2 separate regions of the Pan troglodytes genome follow, and region 1 is linked to region 2. The links are chromatin contacts, called in public Hi-C maps. All regions are on one chromosome and are shown on one strand. The core of a region is the stretch at or near the end of the contact, and the rest is flanking DNA. Distances in the headings are between cores, read along the strand shown. Region 1 holds the start of PRELID1 (PRELI domain containing 1). Region 2 holds the start of NSD1 (nuclear receptor binding SET domain protein 1).

The links. Hi-C and Micro-C count contacts between places; a contact is called where the count stands out from the background.
Region 1: a Hi-C map of stem cell-derived neural progenitor cells shows a contact between it and region 2, with 2.7 times the contacts expected there. The contact joins the promoter of PRELID1 here to the promoter of NSD1 in region 2. A contact is called at or near these places in 2 of 7 Hi-C or Micro-C datasets (induced pluripotent stem cells and stem cell-derived neural progenitor cells) and 1 of 1 datasets of contacts at active chromatin or transcription factors (stem cell-derived excitatory neurons).

Annotation. Positions count from the first base shown.
Region 1 is chr4:174,924,338-174,928,542 of NHGRI_mPanTro3-v2.0_pri, reverse strand. PRELID1 (PRELI domain containing 1) reads right to left here and starts at 2,126. Exons shown (of 5, transcript NM_001251903.3): 1 at 1,845-2,126; 2 at 1,073-1,298; 3 at 1-56. The coding sequence starts at 1,936. RAB24 (RAB24, member RAS oncogene family) reads left to right here and starts at 2,165. Exons shown (of 9, transcript XM_009450225.5): 1 at 2,165-2,515; 2 at 2,602-2,750; 3 at 2,845-2,913; 4 at 3,092-3,170; 5 at 3,277-3,344; 6 at 3,425-3,524; 7 at 3,743-3,793; 8 at 3,934-3,996; 9 at 4,114-4,205. The coding sequence starts at 2,634. The coding sequence ends at 4,178.
Region 2 is chr4:174,749,365-174,753,908 of NHGRI_mPanTro3-v2.0_pri, reverse strand. NSD1 (nuclear receptor binding SET domain protein 1) reads right to left here and starts at 1,936. Exons shown (of 24, transcript XM_054684820.2): 1 at 1,847-1,936.

The sequences.
Region 1 (4,205 bases), core at 877-3,376, 170 kb before region 2:
TCAGTCCAGCCACTGTTGTCAGAGTTCACACAGTAAACACATCGTTCCTCCACCACCTATGCAGAGGCCAACCACAATCGTGGAAGAGTCTTTCATTTTGCCAACTTGCACATAAATCTGACTCCCTGTCACTTTTTATGAGGCAAAGCAATACAATGAAAATCCATTCCTTCCCCTGACTGCACCTCCAAGTGGCACTGACAGAACAAGAAGCCATAAATAAGGTCGTTTTGCTCTCGAAAACCTCTCTTCTGACTCTTAAACTAGAAGGCAAAAGGTCTCTTGAGATCAACAAAGGGCCTTCCAGCCCGTCCTGCTCCTGGATTTTGTTTTGTGCATCTAGACACATGCAGTGTTTTAGCCGCCTTCCACCAGTTGCAGCTCTGGAGCTTCCTGACAGTCCAAATAAAAACATTTGCCCGGCGCGGTGGCTCACGCCTGTAATCTTAGCACTTTGGGGGGCCGAGGCGGGCGGATCACTTGAGGTTAGGAGTTCAAGACCAGCCTGGCCAACATGGTAAAACCTTGTCTGTACTAAAAATACAAAAATTAGCCAGGTGTGGTGGTGTGTGCTTAGAAATCCACCTCTTCAGAAGGCTGAGGCACGAGAATTGCTTAAACCCAGGAGGTGGCAGTGGCAGTGAGGTGAGATCATGTCACTACACTCCAACCTGGGTGAGACTCTTGTCACCAGAAAAAAACAAAAAACAGAAAAAAAAAAAAGAAAAGCGCTGCCTCCGCCACTCAGCATCACTCCTGTGAGTCCAACATATATCTGTGCCATAGATGCCAGATGGGAGCGCTTTGCATTTAGAACTTAGGACAACTCCGTAAGATAGGTACCCCTCCCCCACTGTATGAATGAGTCAAAAGACAGGTCCAGAGAGGATGACCAGCTGAAAAGAAGAAAACCTGAGGTCATACTCTACAGCTGTCAACCCTCAGTAACCCAGACCTGCCTCCGGCCACAAAAGCTGCCTTATGGCTCTCTAGCCACATGTATCTGAGGAGCTCTCTATCTCGGGGGGAGGGGAGAGGGGGAGGTGCAGAATCACCACAGGAGGTGTCTCACCATCAGCCGGGCGTGGTTGATGTTCCAGGTGAAGGTAGTCATGGTCTGATTCTGTGGGTCCACAATAGAGTCCTCCAGGATGTACACCGAGTGAGCAACATTGGCAGGAAATAGTCGCTCGGCCCAGCGTGGCATCCTGTTGGTCTTGGTCAGGAGTCGCCGGGACAGCAGTTTCTGGTCAGGGGTCACCTCCCGGTGTACTATGTCTTCCGTCAAGACATGTTTGCTGCAGGTGTCAGGGTGAAGGTGACCCTCAGAAGCTTGCCCCTAAGAGACTGCCCGAGGGGATTCCCATTTGGAGGCTCCGGGCCTAGAGAGGCCACGCCTTCCTGTAACCTTGCAGGGTGGTATGTGCTATGGTTCAAACCAGAGTTAAGGGCCCATCCCAGGGCAAATTCCAACTCCCGCCATCTGACTGACCTGGATTCCTGCCTTCTAGCAGGAATGGACCTCATGATTTATTGCACCCCAGGAAAGCGCCACGGGCAGAGAAATAGGATTTCCAACTCCAAGATCCCTCCCAACTCCCATACTGCCGCCTCTTCTTGTCTCACCACACTGAGAAAAGAATCTTGCACTAAGGTCTCAAGTAAACCACCGCCCAGGCTCAACCTCCCTTCAGGACCTTGCAGGCCTGGCCTGGCCGCTTCCCCGATAAGGTCTACCTAGGATTCGATATCGAGTCTTCCTGGTCCCAGTACTTGGGGATTACCCATAATTCGATCTCCAGATAGCGAGATGGCGAAGTTTTGCTCTTCCAAATGCCACGTACCTATAGGGATTCGGGTACCGCTGCCAGAAGGCGGCGAACACTTGGTCCCAGGAACTCCGGAGCACGCTCTGGCCCAGGAAATACTTCACCATCGTCCCGGCCGAAGCGGGCTCAGCACCCGCGCAGCATCAGGGGTGCGGAGCCTGGGAGGCACGCGGGGGCCGGGCCGGGCCGGGGCTCGGCGCACACCCGCCGCCAGGCTCGTAGCTCAGTCACCACCGCACCGCGCCCAAGCAGCTGCCGCCGCCGCCGCCATGAGTTGTCCGGCCGCGCGCCACTTCCGGCGCAGGCGCAGCCACACAGTAGCCACCGCTTCCGGCGCCCGCGCCACGTGACCTTGCGGCCCCGCCCCCTCGCCCTCTCGCCCCCTCCCGCGGGAGTCGCGGCGCTGCGGGTAGGAGCCGGGTTGCGGGAGACCCCAGGTTCGGTTGGGATTCCCAGCCAGAACGGAGCTTAAGCCGGGCAGGCGAGCGAATGACGGAGTAGCGAGCTGCACGGCGGCGTGCTGCGCTGTTGAGGACGCTGTCCCGCGCGCTCCCAGGCCGCCCCGGGGCTTGGGGTCTTCGAAGGATAATCGGCGCCCGGGGCCGAACAGCGGGGGCACACGGGGCGCTGCCGAAGTGCAAGGCCACGGCCAGAGCTCGAGCCCGACGCGCTGTCTGGAGTCGTAGGTTGGCGCCGTTTGGGGTCGGGGTCTGAGGCTTGGGCGCTGCCTGGGCCGAGCGGAGATCGGGGTTTGCCTCCCGTCCCCGCTCAGGACCCTGACGTGGCTGAAGCGGCCCCGGGAGCATGAGCGGGCAGCGCGTGGACGTCAAGGTGGTGATGCTGGGCAAGGAGTACGTGGGCAAGACTAGCCTGGTGGAGCGCTACGTGCACGACCGCTTTCTGGTGGGGCCTTATCAGAACGTGAGTGCATCCGGAGGGGCCAGGCACGGTGGGCGGGGGAGTGGGGGGCCGGTAATCTGCACCTATGGCCCCGATCTCTTCCCTCTCGTTGCAGACCATCGGGGCCGCCTTCGTGGCCAAGGTGATGTCGGTCGGAGACCGGACTGTGACATTAGGTATTTGGGTAAGTCCCCTGGCCATCTATTCTTGGGAGACTCATTCCTGAGGAGGTGTAGGTCCTGCCTATTACTGGTTGATTTGTGGCCTCACAGACCCATTTCTCATAGACCCGTTTCCTTATCTGGAAAATAGCGGGGTCTGGAGAACGTGGCCTCAAGTTTGACTCAAGCCTTACTCTTTAGGACACAGCAGGCTCTGAGCGCTATGAGGCCATGAGTAGAATCTACTATCGGGGTGCCAAGGCTGCCATCGTCTGCTATGGTAAGGGGGGGGGGGTTTGGGTTGTCTCACAAGAAAAGATGGGTGCCAGGCTAGCCAGAGAACAGCCCTTGACCACTTGGTTGTCTCCTGCATGCCGCACACCAAGACCTCACAGACAGCAGCAGCTTTGAGCGAGCAAAGTTCTGGGTGAAGGAACTGCGCAGCCTAGAGGAGGTAGGTGAACAGACCTCACTAGAACACTAGGGGCTGGGGTTTTGTTGGCCTGTGGAGGTGACCCTTGTCTTCTGCCTCAGGGTTGCCAAATCTACTTATGTGGCACCAAGAGTGACCTGCTGGAAGAAGACCGGAGGCGTCGACGTGTGGACTTCCACGACGTCCAGGACTATGCAGACAGTAGCTGCTCCTCAGCCCTTTGGGGGGTGGGGGTGTGTGGCTGTCTGGGTGGATCAAAGAAAATAGGGACTGCCTTGGCTGCCAGGGCAAGGTGCTCTAGGAGGTCTTCCTGGCCTCCTTGAACTGTGGGGTCCAGGAGACTCCCTGAACTGCTAGCCCTCCCTTTTGTCTGTTTATCTAATTCTCAGGTATGAGGCTTTAGTCACTTCTCTTTACAGATATCAAAGCTCAGCTTTTTGAAACATCCAGCAAGACAGGCCAGAGTGTGGGTGAGTGCTGTGCTGGAGCCTCACAGCAGGAACATGCAGGGGCACCAGAGGAAGCTGAATAGGGCACAGAGGGCTGGGTCACTGGGAGATCCCAGGGCTACTGGCATTGGGCCCTCGCTGATCATCATTTTTCCTGCCAGACGAGCTCTTCCAGAAAGTGGCAGAGGATTACGTCAGTGTGGCTGCCTTCCAGGTGATGACAGGTGTGTGCTTCCCCAGCCTTTATGGAGACTTACTCTAGGCCCACAGCATCTAGCCCCTTTCCTGAGTTACCTGATCCCAACAGAATGGTGCTGAGCTGCCACCTCTCTCTTTGACAGAGGACAAGGGCGTGGATCTGGGCCAGAAGCCAAACCCCTACTTCTACAGCTGTTGTCATCACTGAGTCAGCACTCACCTGGCCTGGGGGAAT
Region 2 (4,544 bases), core at 687-3,186:
CCGCCTCCTCCTCCTCACACCCCCACCGCGCGCGCCCCCGCGGCCGCGCGTGCGACCGAGCGCCTCGCGCCGGCCCGCGTGCGGCTGGGCCCGGAGTGCGCGCGCACCCCTTCCCCCACCGAGCGCGCGCGTTCCCTTCCCTCACTCTTCGGGGTTCAGGGCGGGTGAAGTCGGGCTTGTGAGAGCGCCGCCCAATCAGCGGAGCTGCCGCTGCCGCCCCCTCCCCTCCCCCTGCGCGCCCGCTCGCGGCCGGGGCCTACGGGCCGGCCCGGCTGCCCGGGCGGGGCCTGAGGCGGGCTCCCCAGGGGCCTCGCGCGCCTCCTTGGAGTGTCGGGGCCTGCGGGCGTCGTGGGTGGCATTCCGATCCCCTCACCTACCTCGGGGCACGGCGCTGGCCTCGGGCCGCACACGGCTCCCGCACCCTACGCGTCTCGAACCCCAACCCAGGCGGCACCTGGCGCGGCTGAGGCCTGTCCGATCGTCCCGCCAGCCCTGCTCGGGCCCGCGTCAGTCCCGGCCTCCATCTTAGGTTACAGCCCAGGCTCCCCATCCACTGGGCACCTGCCCTCAGCCCGCTGGGTTCGGCCCGAGGCCAAGGCAACCCCCCTCCTGCCGCAGGGCTCACCTGGGGGCTTGGGCTGGGGTCTTCGAGGCCTCAGGCCCCGAGCAGACGCGGCCGCAGGTGAACCCCCCTACCCGGCCGCACCCCAAACCCACACCACCACCACCACCACCACCACAGACCAAGCTGAGCAGGAAACAAAATGGAGGCAGCAGCTCGGGTCTGCCTCCCTGAGCCAAGCCTGTGCAGCCCCAGGGCTCCCTCCTGTCTCAGGCTCGACGCCCGCGAGGCAGAGGCTGGATCGTCCCGGGTGCCGCGGGCAGCCGCCCTACAGCAGCGCAGACGGGCCGGGGACTCGGCCCTGCGGTGCCCACAGCCCCTCACCCACCACCCCTTCCCTTCCCCCTCCCCCCATCCCTCTCCCTCCCCTTGCCGGGCCGTGCGGGGTGAGCGGCTCTGGGGAGCCGGGTCGGGTTACCCGCCCGGGCACTGCTCGCCCGGCCGTGGCCTCCGCGGGGGAACGAAGCCAGGCGACCCCAGCGCTGAGCCCACCCCCGGCACCGAGCCGGGCAGCAGCCTGACAGCGCGTCCGCACCTCGGCCTGCAGCCGTGCGGCCCCCGCCCAGGGAGGCCGAGTCCCCAGCCCGGGCCCAGCCGGGACGAAGCTCCCTCACCACCCCCGAGCCCAAGGGTCCTCGCAGCCTCGGGCGGGGCGAGGGGAACGCCGGGGGAGGGGGTCCTCTAGTCCCTGCACCGCCTCCCGCGCCTAGTCAAGGTCTGGGCCTGGCACGGGGGCTCGGGCAGCGGGCGCCGGCCGGCGTGGGTATGTGCGTGCGCGCCGGGCTGGGGGCCGGGACGGGACGGGCCGCGCCTCGCACCGCGGACGCTGCAGTTCTCGGCACCCAGGCAGATGGCCCTCTCGTGCCACCGCCGCCCAGAGCGGGCCGCCTGCTCCGCAGCCCGGTTCCCCGGGGAGTGCGCGCCTCGCCCCTGAGGGCCGGGCATCTGGACCCCAGCGGAGCTGCGCCGGGACACGGGACCGCCCGGCTGGCCGGGACAAGCCCGCTGGCGCAGCCCTCGGCCTGGGGCCTCACGGCCTGCATCCTGCACCGGGCCCGCAGCACCGACTCTAGCACGACCGCGTGGCGTCCAATCCCCCAAGACAGCGGAAGGGCGGGACAGGGAGCCCAAGCTGGGCCTGAACTTGCGACTCCAGCCCCTCGGGCCCTTCCCCCAGCCCGGACTCCGTCGCCCCCTGGGCTTGATCCCCACCAAGAAGCTCACCTCACGAGTTACCTGGTCCCTAGGGCGCTAAGCGCCTTCTCGCTGTTCAGAGAAAGCCGGATCCCGCCGCCATAAAAATTCCGCCTCCTCCAGAAAGCCTTCTGTGATTAGATTTGGAGTTAACTCCATCTCAAGCTGAGGGCACCGCCCTCGAGGGCCACGTGACTACTATTCTTCCCATGGCTTAGTAAATGTGCATAGTTATTGCCCCAGTGGACTGTTTACTCACTGCCTTCTGTTAACTTTGAGCCCACCTGGGAGAAAGGCCATTTTTGGCGTTGCCCTGTGTGACATTAGTGCTGGCCAGCTAAACTCCATCCTTCCCCTGCCTTCACCCAGCGACTGGCCCAGCAGGCGTGGAGCTCGAGATGCTCTTACCCTTTTGCTCTCCAAGGCCCACAGTCCAGTGATGGAGGCTCCCAAGTCAACAGGCCCTTAGCACATGTCTGCAAGTGCCGGATGCAGACCCTGCCAAGACAGCAAGTGGGCTTTGTTAGAGGGAAAGTGCCCACTGGAACGGGACTGATGAGAGGGCTGTGACCTCAGGGAGGCTCCTTCTGTTGAAGAGTCTGAGGTACCCTGAAGATTCTCAGGTGCAAAGTCAGGTTGGTAGTTGTCTATGTGCTGGGACCAACCAGAGAAAAGTCGAGTCTATACCTACAAGGGCCAGCTCTTTGTTCTGCTAGGGTCACTCACCCTGCTAATCCCATCTGGGCAATTCGACTCAACAGGCAAGCTCTGACTGGTTCCTTTTTCACACCTAATAATTTGAGCCAATCATTTTGACTGACAATTACTCCTCTGCCAATTGCCCCAATTCATCAATGTTCCTCCCAGTCCTTTACTTTGCCACTAACCATCCTGAGGGCCTGAGACCTGCCTTGAACTAGTCACTTAACAGTCCTGAGCCTCAGTTTCCCCATCTGCAACTTCCAATGCACAGCACTGGCTGCGAAGCTTCTGTAAGGTACAGGTCTAAGTGTTAGCAGCCTGCACTCAGACTTAGTTACAGGCTGAGCACTTGATGAGTGCTGAAATGTAATTCATCGCTTCATTCAGCAACCATTTCCTGCATTCCAGGCAGTGTGCTGAGTGCTGGGGAAACAAAAGATGAGATCCTGGCCTCGGGAAAAGACAGTTAAATAAAGGTGCTAAGGTGTGAAAATAGGGTTGAGACAACAGTTTCTTCCAAAGCTCACCTCTGAACAACACTGCCCTGCAGAACCCCTCTCTCCCACCTCCCAGCTCCTCTGGAAGACTGAGGGCCAAAAGGAGATTGGCAGCTGGGGATGAACTGCTTGCTGACAGGTCTGGGGGAGAAGACCAGGACCCCAGGGAAAACCTCTCAGACTTCTCTGGGATAACCCCTGAGGGCCTTACCTGCCTCTTAGAGTAAAACTTGGCCACAGAGGTCTCAATCACAGCCGACCCATCTCCAGCCTCCCCATCTGGCAGGCCCTGGCCAAGCATCTCATGTGTGCCAGCACTAGGTTGAGAAGATCCACAGCGCCATAGATTCTCACAAGGACACTGACTCCTTGAGTGGGGGCAGAAGGGAGAGGACTGTGTCCCTGTAGGGTGGGGGCCTGGGATGTACACTCAGCTCTCCTCTGGCTGGTTGTCTCAATCCAGGGACCTTTTCTGGGCCTGTGACTCCCATCCTTAGGACTGAGATAAGAATCGGTAAACACTTGCTGGGTCTGTACTAGTGTACTGGACACTGTCCTGGGCACTTCACATACAGTCGTTCCTATGACCCTTCACCAGCCCTACGAAGAATTGAGGCCCAAGAGACTAAGCCCTCATGCAAGGTGTCAGCACCTTAACTCTCACCTGGTATGATGGGCCTCACGTGCTTGCTCTCAGCCTGTCCACCCTACACATACTGCCTGTGAAAAGCCCAGCATGGTGCTTACACACAGGTGCCCAGAAATTTGAATGACAGGCAGAGGGACTCTACCTTGGGCTGAGTTTCCTCATCTGTAAATCTTGGTTACTGATAATTCCTACCCTGGTGAGATATAATAGATACCTGTTGGGACATTTGGCCAATGTACAGTGACCTCTTTTGTCTTAGAACCACCCCTTTTCATTCATTAATTCCATAAATATTTTGGGGCTTCCCGTCATAGCCTTGTGGAAAAAGCAGACAGGTAATAACAAGGCAGAGAACTGAGTACTGAGAGAGAAGCCAAGGGTGCTGGAGAAGCTGAGAATGCCCTTGAAACTAACTCAGGGGTATCCTTGAGGAAGCAACATCCAGAGAGAGTCCTGGAGGATATTCAGGAATAGCCAGGCAAGAAGGGGAAGAGGCAGAGATTCCAGCAGAGCCCAGAGAAACACCAGGCTTCAGAGGAACTGACCACAACAAGCATGTCTAGTGTATGTGCCGGGGCAGAGGTAATGAGTGCAGAAAGAGGCTCAACCAAGGATGGGGCAGACACAGAGCCTCACCCTTCAGGGCTTGGTTGGTTAAGTTAAAGAGTTGAAGCTTTATCTGGAAGGCAGTAAGCAGCCATGGAAGGTGAGGGAGGAGGATAATGACGTGATGGCATCTGAGCAGTAGAAAGCTCACTCTTCTGTGTCCAGAAGACACTGGTTCCTCCCCTAGAAACACAACTCCAGCAAGGGCTCTGCCCGTTGTTACAATAACAGTTGTAGCTTATCCTCCTCTGTTCCAGCTACCCTGCAGGATACT